Regions from separate parts of the Dromaius novaehollandiae genome. Here region 2 is linked to region 1. Evidence: chromatin contacts called from public Hi-C data. All regions are on one chromosome and are shown on one strand. The core of a region is the stretch at or near the end of the contact, and the rest is flanking DNA. Distances in the headings are between cores, read along the strand shown.

Region 1 (3,406 bases), core at 601-3,100:
ATCTGTTTAATGTCTTTTTAAGTGGAACCAGAGGACATCAAAGGCAATTTATCAGGTGGTAATTTTAAAAAGCAAAAGTAGTACATTGTGGAACTCCCTGCTGCAGGATGATATGGATATAACAGGACAAATTCTTTAAATGGGAAGATATCATATCCAGTTAAGCTGCTGAAACACGAATTGCTGCAGACTGCGAGAGTATTTCTAGGAAGAGTCATTATATTCTCCACTACCATCTTCTATTTGCCTCTGTCAGAGACAAGACACTGGGGCTAGATGGACTTTTGGTCTGATGTGACATGACTGAACAGTTCTGAATAGTTCAGTACTTACCCATGAGGTATGTCTAACAGACCAGAGATCACGCTCAGGCTCAGTCCTGTGTGCTGTGCAGTCAGTAAGCACAGTCCTGGCATGATTGCACAGGACAGAGGTCTAGGGCAGCACCTGCCTGAATACACCCAGCATGTTATCACAGGGCCAACCATACTCAGGCCAACTGCCTTTGTAGGCAAGAGGCAGGCAGGAGCTGTCAAATATGATGTTTTTTGAGCAGTATAGCTGCAGCTGCTGAATGCAAGATATATTCAACAGTTCTTGGCAAATTGTACTTTTGGAGCACAGCTGAGAACATTTGGAGTGCATCTGCAAGAACATTTGCTGAAATGCTTACACCTGGATCCTACTGTGTTTGTAAGGGTGACCCCATTAAAAAGACTATGGTCATTGGCTTCTAGTAGCTAGCCCATATAAGAACAGTTAAGGCTTGTGAGAGATCTGTGGTCTCTGTTTTGCCCAAGTATCAGGGAGGAGTAGAGTAAGTTTTATACTACATTCTACCATCCTCATTGATCTCAATGTAGTTTCACATATAACTGGAATAATGTAGCATTAAGAAAGACATTTGAGGTTATGCTAATGGTTGGTGTTAATCACTGTGACTTCCTCATCTCCTTCCATCCTTGCTTTGCTTCTCCTCACACAATTTTCTCTATTACATGATGTTTCAGGGCATTATACAAGACTGTGAATAACAGGGAAGAGAAAAATAGGTCTCTGAGGCTACGCTGCCATACCAGGAGTGCTTCCAAATTGCTAGGTTAGGTACACAAGCTGGTCACAACCCAATTTCATACTAGACATGTGCACGTCAGGCTTCCCCACATCTTAGTTTTCACAGCACACCAGCCCAAGCACACTCTCCAAACAAAAGCCCTTCCCCACTGAGCCTATGCCCAGGCTCCGTGGCCATACCTAGGAGTGCAGCTGGAGCCAAAATGCCAAAGCTTAAGCAACTTGATGCCTGTATGCCATAAAGCTGCTTAACTTTAAATGTACAAATAGTTCAGCTAAAGCTATAAGTTACTCACGTGTTTAAAGTTAAGCATGTGCTTAATTAATTTCCTGGCTAGGGGCCTAAAAGTACAGTAGCTGTTCCCTAAATGCCTTACCTACTGCTGCTCTGTGAACTCCCTGCTCTTTTTAGTGGTCTGGGTCTCCTCTTCCCTAATGCATGAAACCAAAACATCCACCGCTGCAGCCAGGTAACCCACATTACCATAAAGTGACTAACAGCTGCCAAGGAGCTGGCTATCAGGAGGACATTTAACCATGTGTGACCTGAACTGGGACATCTAAAGGATCTCTTTATTGCTGTAGAAATGATAAATTTCGTTGACACATCTCCCAGCCCCTGCCCTCCACTGTGAGTACTTCTCAATTCATGCTAATGTCTTCGTTCCAAGGATTTTCCCATCTTCTTTTTCTTTTAATGGACTACTTTGCTGTAGCAAAAGATTCATTGCCTGATTAGAGCCACTCTCTCTAAGAAGGAAAAACAGTTCCCTCTAGCCACCAGGTTTTGTAACAACACCTATGCTGCCTCCACGCAGCACGTTTCTTTAAATGTGGGTTTATGTTTACGTAGCAGTAAAACTGTAATCTGAACATCAGTGACAAGTCTACTGAATAGTTATTAAGCTTCTATATTATTATATTGGTTTTTCAGTGGGAAGGAAAAACAAATGTATCTGGGAGCAGAAAGAATGCCAACCTGAGACAAAAAAATATCAGCCATAATAATAAGCTGAAAATGTTTGGAATAATTTGGGATAAAACACTCATTCAAAAATATTTTCCAGTTTTTGGAGAAAAGCCAATATAGTCAAATAGGTCTGGGAAAAAATATCCTGAGATCAGAACAAGAAATAATTAGCTTCAACAGAATTCAAAGAATCCTCATTTCAATTCCCCAAATAGAGCCAGGAATTGAAAATATTTTGATTTCATTTCTATTTGTTTTATGTGTATCCCAATGTACTAACTTTTGGTGTTAAGTCTTGCTTAAAATCACCTTTATCAGACTTATTCAGTAATCAATGCACTCCTTAGTAGCAGTAATAAGCCCACTTTGAGAGTTAGGAACAAACTAGAAAAAGTAGATCAACATTCCACGTAAAAATGATGCTGAAATATGTGTAAGTTCTGCCAAACCAATATAGCTATAAAAAATCTCTATCAAGTGGTTGAAGCAGACATGGTGTAGACACCTCACAAACAAACCAGTGACCATGTTCAAACACCACTCAGCTAAAGACTCTATCCATAAACCACTATCCAAGAATATAGAGGAAATGAGGGTGGAATAAGTGATATCAATATGGGAGTGTGGGAGGTAGAACAGAGGGAAAAAAATACATTTAATGTAATTTTGAAACAATAACAAGGAACAAAATACCAAAGTGAAGTGAAAACTAGAATAATAAACAAAGTGAAGTAAGTGATCATTAAAAAACATCAATGTGAGAGTCTGAGCAAGGACTAGAGAGGAAAAACAGAAATTATTGCTGAAATAAGGACAGAAAAGCACAAGAGAAATCAAATCTGACATTAATTGTAGGATTGCATAGGACTTTTTGTAACTACGGAAAGATACTGTGCTGTGGGTTGCATATTGCTTTCAATATTTGTCTGATGTTTTTGAAAGTTAAGTACTGTTTTATTATATCATATGATTAAACCAAAGAAGTGAATGTGAGAAAGGAGAATTAACTGTCTGGACAGTGGAAAATATGCATCAGTATTTGTCATCATGTTGGTCTAATATCCATTTTCCATAGGAACTAGACTTTCATTAAAGAATAACAAAAACTCCGCATCAGTTTTAACCTCTGCTAGAAACTCCATGCAGATGGTGCTGCTCAAAGATGCCTTGAAGCTCTCTATCTGCCCTCCTATTCTTGTCAAACATTCTCCCCAGGCACAGTTGCCCAGTTTGGAAGACCCTGACAGATCTTCCAGATAATGATGGTTTTTCATTAAGATTTTGCTTCTGAGAGGTTTGCGTTTTATGCAACAGTGATCTTGTTAGTCGAAGAGAAAATTCTCATAGAAAATGCTGAGTGGT
Region 2 (3,406 bases), core at 248-2,747, 170 kb before region 1:
AAAGGAGGGAGCGTGTGCCTCTGTCGTGCATGCGGTGCAAAGACTACGGGACACCCCAGCTCGACCAGCTAGCGGTATCAGGGCCGAGGGGAAGGGGGCTGCTGGGGCCGTAGGAAATGCACATCGGGAAGCGCGCAGCGGACGTGGATTCACTTCAAAATACTAGCTGCGCTAGGAGCCGTCCCAGCAGCCCGGCAGGCCCCACAGCGCTTGGCGAAAAAGCGCTCTCGGCCGGCCCCGTCCGGCTTCGGGGGCCGCGTCCCCGCCGCGTCCCCGCCGCCCCCTCGCCGCGGCCGGGCCTGCGGCAGCGTCCCGCACCCGCGGCCCGCGGCCCGCCGCGCTCCTCGGGCCCGCCCGGGGCGCAGGTTCCGCGGCCCCGCTCCGCGGCCGGCGCGCACGGCCGGGCCCTGCAGGACAGGCAGGGCCCTCGCTCGCCCCCCGCCCCGAGGCGCCGCGGGGGCGCGGGCCACTCGTGCCCGGCCCACGGCGCCGCCGGCGCCCGCGGCCCTCCCCGCCGAGCCGGGGTCCCGCTTACCTAGGGCTCCTGCCGGGGGGATGCGGGGGGGGGGGACGCCGCCTGCTAGTGGGATGCGGACATGGACCAGGCGCCCTCCATCCTCCACACGGAGAAGGCGTAGCTGAGCCGCTCGTGGGCCACATAGCTGCAGCTTGCCATCTTGGAGTCCAGCTCGTCGCTCTGTAAGACCTGGTAGAGGAAGTCGATGTACCTGGCCGCCAGCTTGAGGGTCTGGATCTTGCTCAGCTTGTCCGAGGGCAGCGTGGGGATGATCTTCCGCAGGGCGGCGAAGGCTTCGTTCAGCGACTGCGTGCGCTGCCGCTCCCGCACGTTGGCCATGACCCGCTGGGTCTGCAGCTCCTCGTAGGACTGGGGGCTGCCGCCGCCGCTGCTGCTGCCGCCGCCCCCGCCGCCCGCGCCCGCCCCGCACTTCTTGCCCCGCTTGCCCTGCGCCGGGCTGCAGGGCTCCTCCGCGGCCCCGACGGCGCCGCCGGCGCTGCGCCGGCTGGAGCGCCGCTTGCGTCCCCCTCTCTTGCCGCTGGGCAGCTGCTGCCGGTCCGGCTCCTCTTCGCTGTTGCTCAAGCTGTCGTCGGCGGGGGAGACTGGCGAGTTTGACTCGTCCTGCTGCATCATCTCTGGGGGGAGACACAAGAAGCGGGCCGGGAGGGGGGGGAGGGCAGGGAGAAGAGGGGGGCACCTAACCCGCCAGCTCCCCCTTGATCGGCTGCTTCGCTGGCCTGCGAGGAGGAGGAGGAGGGAGGGAGGGGGGGAGGACCTCACTTTGGGGGGAGGGGGGACGGCATCAGGATCCAAGAGAAAAAAAAACGCCAACCAAAAAAAAATCCCTCCCGATCCCTCCTTGGAGCCCCTTCGAGGTGTCTGGGATTGGGAGAAAGTTGAAGACTTGGAGGTTCTTATAGCTCCTGCTGGCGGAAAGTTTGGGGGCAGCAGTGTCATTGGCCTGACGTGGAGAGGAGGGACTTTTGCTGAGTTTTATAGGAAAGTTTCCGCTTCCCTCCCTCCACGCCCTCCCCCAATTATTTTTTCAAGCCATTCACAAGTGGTCTAGCCTCCCCCTCCACACACACACTTACATCCTTGCCCCAGACCCTTTCTCCTTTTCCCTCTCCGCGGTTCCTTTTTCGGGCTGCCCCGGTTTGCGCTCCGCTCTGGGCCGGGCGGGGGGGCGCGGGGGGCGGGGCGGCGCGGGGTGGCCGCGCACCCTGCGCACAGCTCCGCGGGGGGAGCGGCCTCTGGCTCTGTGTGCTCGGGGGCGGCTGGCCCTCGGCAGCCGGAGGGCAGCCTGCATCCCTCGGACTTTCCCCGCCGCAGCGGGCACGGCTTTCAGAGGACGGGAGGGAGGAGGGGGGCAGCATCCACCGACATCCCGACTCTCTGCCTCTCCCGCACACGCCGCGCTGCCGCCCCCGGGGCCCCTCGGGGTCCCCCTTTCCGCGGGAGCGCAGCCTTTGCGGGCCGGAGGGGGAGGACGGGGCAGCCTTGCCCAGTCAGGCTGCAGGGGCGCCCTCGTAGAAAGCCGTCTTCAGAGGTGGAAGCAGCGGGAAAACCAAACGCTGGCTTTATACATATGCAGCGGTCCCCGAGCTCCTCTGCAGGGAAACCCAGGAGGACCCGAGTCCCCGCAGTCTCCGACCTGGCAAGCCGGGTGTGCGGAGCCTCCCTGCCTCGCCTCCGGCCGCTGAGCACCCGCTTCAGTTTGCCTCCCCGCAGGCGCCCAGGTCCGGCCCTTCCCGGGAACCCAGCTTACTTGTTTTAAATTCTCTTTTATGTTTGCAGCCAAAGCCATTTTCTCCCCCTCCCCCGCCTTCTTGCCGCCTCTCCCCTCGCTGGCAGCACAGAGCAGGTGCTGAGTCTTTTGAACAACAGCTCAGGCTCAAACGTGGAAAGCCTGGAACAGAAAACCCGGCGTTGCCACCCGCTAACGACTGGGGCGGTGCAGCACGGCGGCTCCCCGCGAGAGGATGGCTCCCCTCCAGCGCCGGCCTGGCAGCGTCTCTTGGGTCGGGCAAAGGGGGCAAGCGCCGGGGCAGCGCAGCCGCTCCCCGAGCCGTGCTGGAGGTGGGAAGACGAAAAGGGCGAGCGAAATCACAGAGAAATGATAACGCTGAGAGGGACAAAACGGGGCTCCTTGAAGAGCACTGCCCTCGGCTCCGGCAGGAAAGGGCCGTCGCTCCCCCCTGAGCGTGGGCTCGCTCGCTGCAGAGAGGCCTCCCGCTGCGGGCGCTGCGAGAGGCCGGGACCCCGAGAGCCGCCGGCCGGGTGAGCCGCTGCCCCGCGGCGGTGGGTGATGCCCGGCCCGGCCCGGCCCGGCTGGCTGGGGACCCGGCTGCTGCCCGCTGCGCCCGTCGGCACAGGGCGGCCGCTGCCTCGCCGCTGAACCGCTGGGCAGCGTGTGGGCTTTGCTATCTCGGCCTTTGAGCCAACGCAGCGAGCGAGCAACGAAGCAGAGGGGTGACATTCAGAAGAGGGAAAGCGTGCAGGCACACAGACCCATCGTGCGTGGGAACAAGTCCCCCTGCCATGTGTGGAGTGACCGATAGGCCTGTCCCTCCACCTTAACACCACAGCCCACGTGGGAAGATCTGGGTCTTACATTTGCGACAGCTGCTCCCCCCAAGGTAGGAAGAGCTGGCTGTCACTCCCTCTCCCTCTCACCAATTATTTTGGCCGTGCCCAGAGCCCTGATGCTCCTCTGGGATGTTGGACAGTGTCATCCCCCAGCAAAGGCTGGAAGCTGTGGCAGTGAGCATCCCTAGGCAGCCCTGGAGACTCAGAAAGAAAAGGAGCTCCTTATGGGCAAGCGTTATAAAGAGGGCCTGTCTTCACAATGCACTTCTGCTTTGGCAGCAGGCTTTTTGGGAACTACAT

The links. A called contact is a pair of places that touch in the nucleus more often than the background predicts.
Region 2: a Hi-C map of liver shows a contact between it and region 1, with 7 times the contacts expected there. The contact joins the promoter of TWIST1 here to the enhancer-like site in region 1. A contact is called at or near these places in 3 of 4 Hi-C or Micro-C datasets (brain, liver and ovary).

What each region holds. Positions count from the first base shown.
Region 1 is chr2:41,181,330-41,184,735 of bDroNov1.hap1, reverse strand. No RefSeq gene overlaps it. Among named protein-coding and RNA genes, the nearest start is that of POLR1F, 43 kb to the right of the region's middle. Within about 2 kb of position 1,850, at least 1 of the 2 cell types and tissues checked has open chromatin away from gene starts, as enhancers often do.
Region 2 is chr2:41,347,714-41,351,119 of bDroNov1.hap1, reverse strand. It overlaps TWIST1 (twist family bHLH transcription factor 1), which reads right to left and starts at 1,497. Exons shown (of 2, transcript XM_026104993.2): 1 at 536-1,497. The coding sequence starts at 1,474. The coding sequence ends at 581.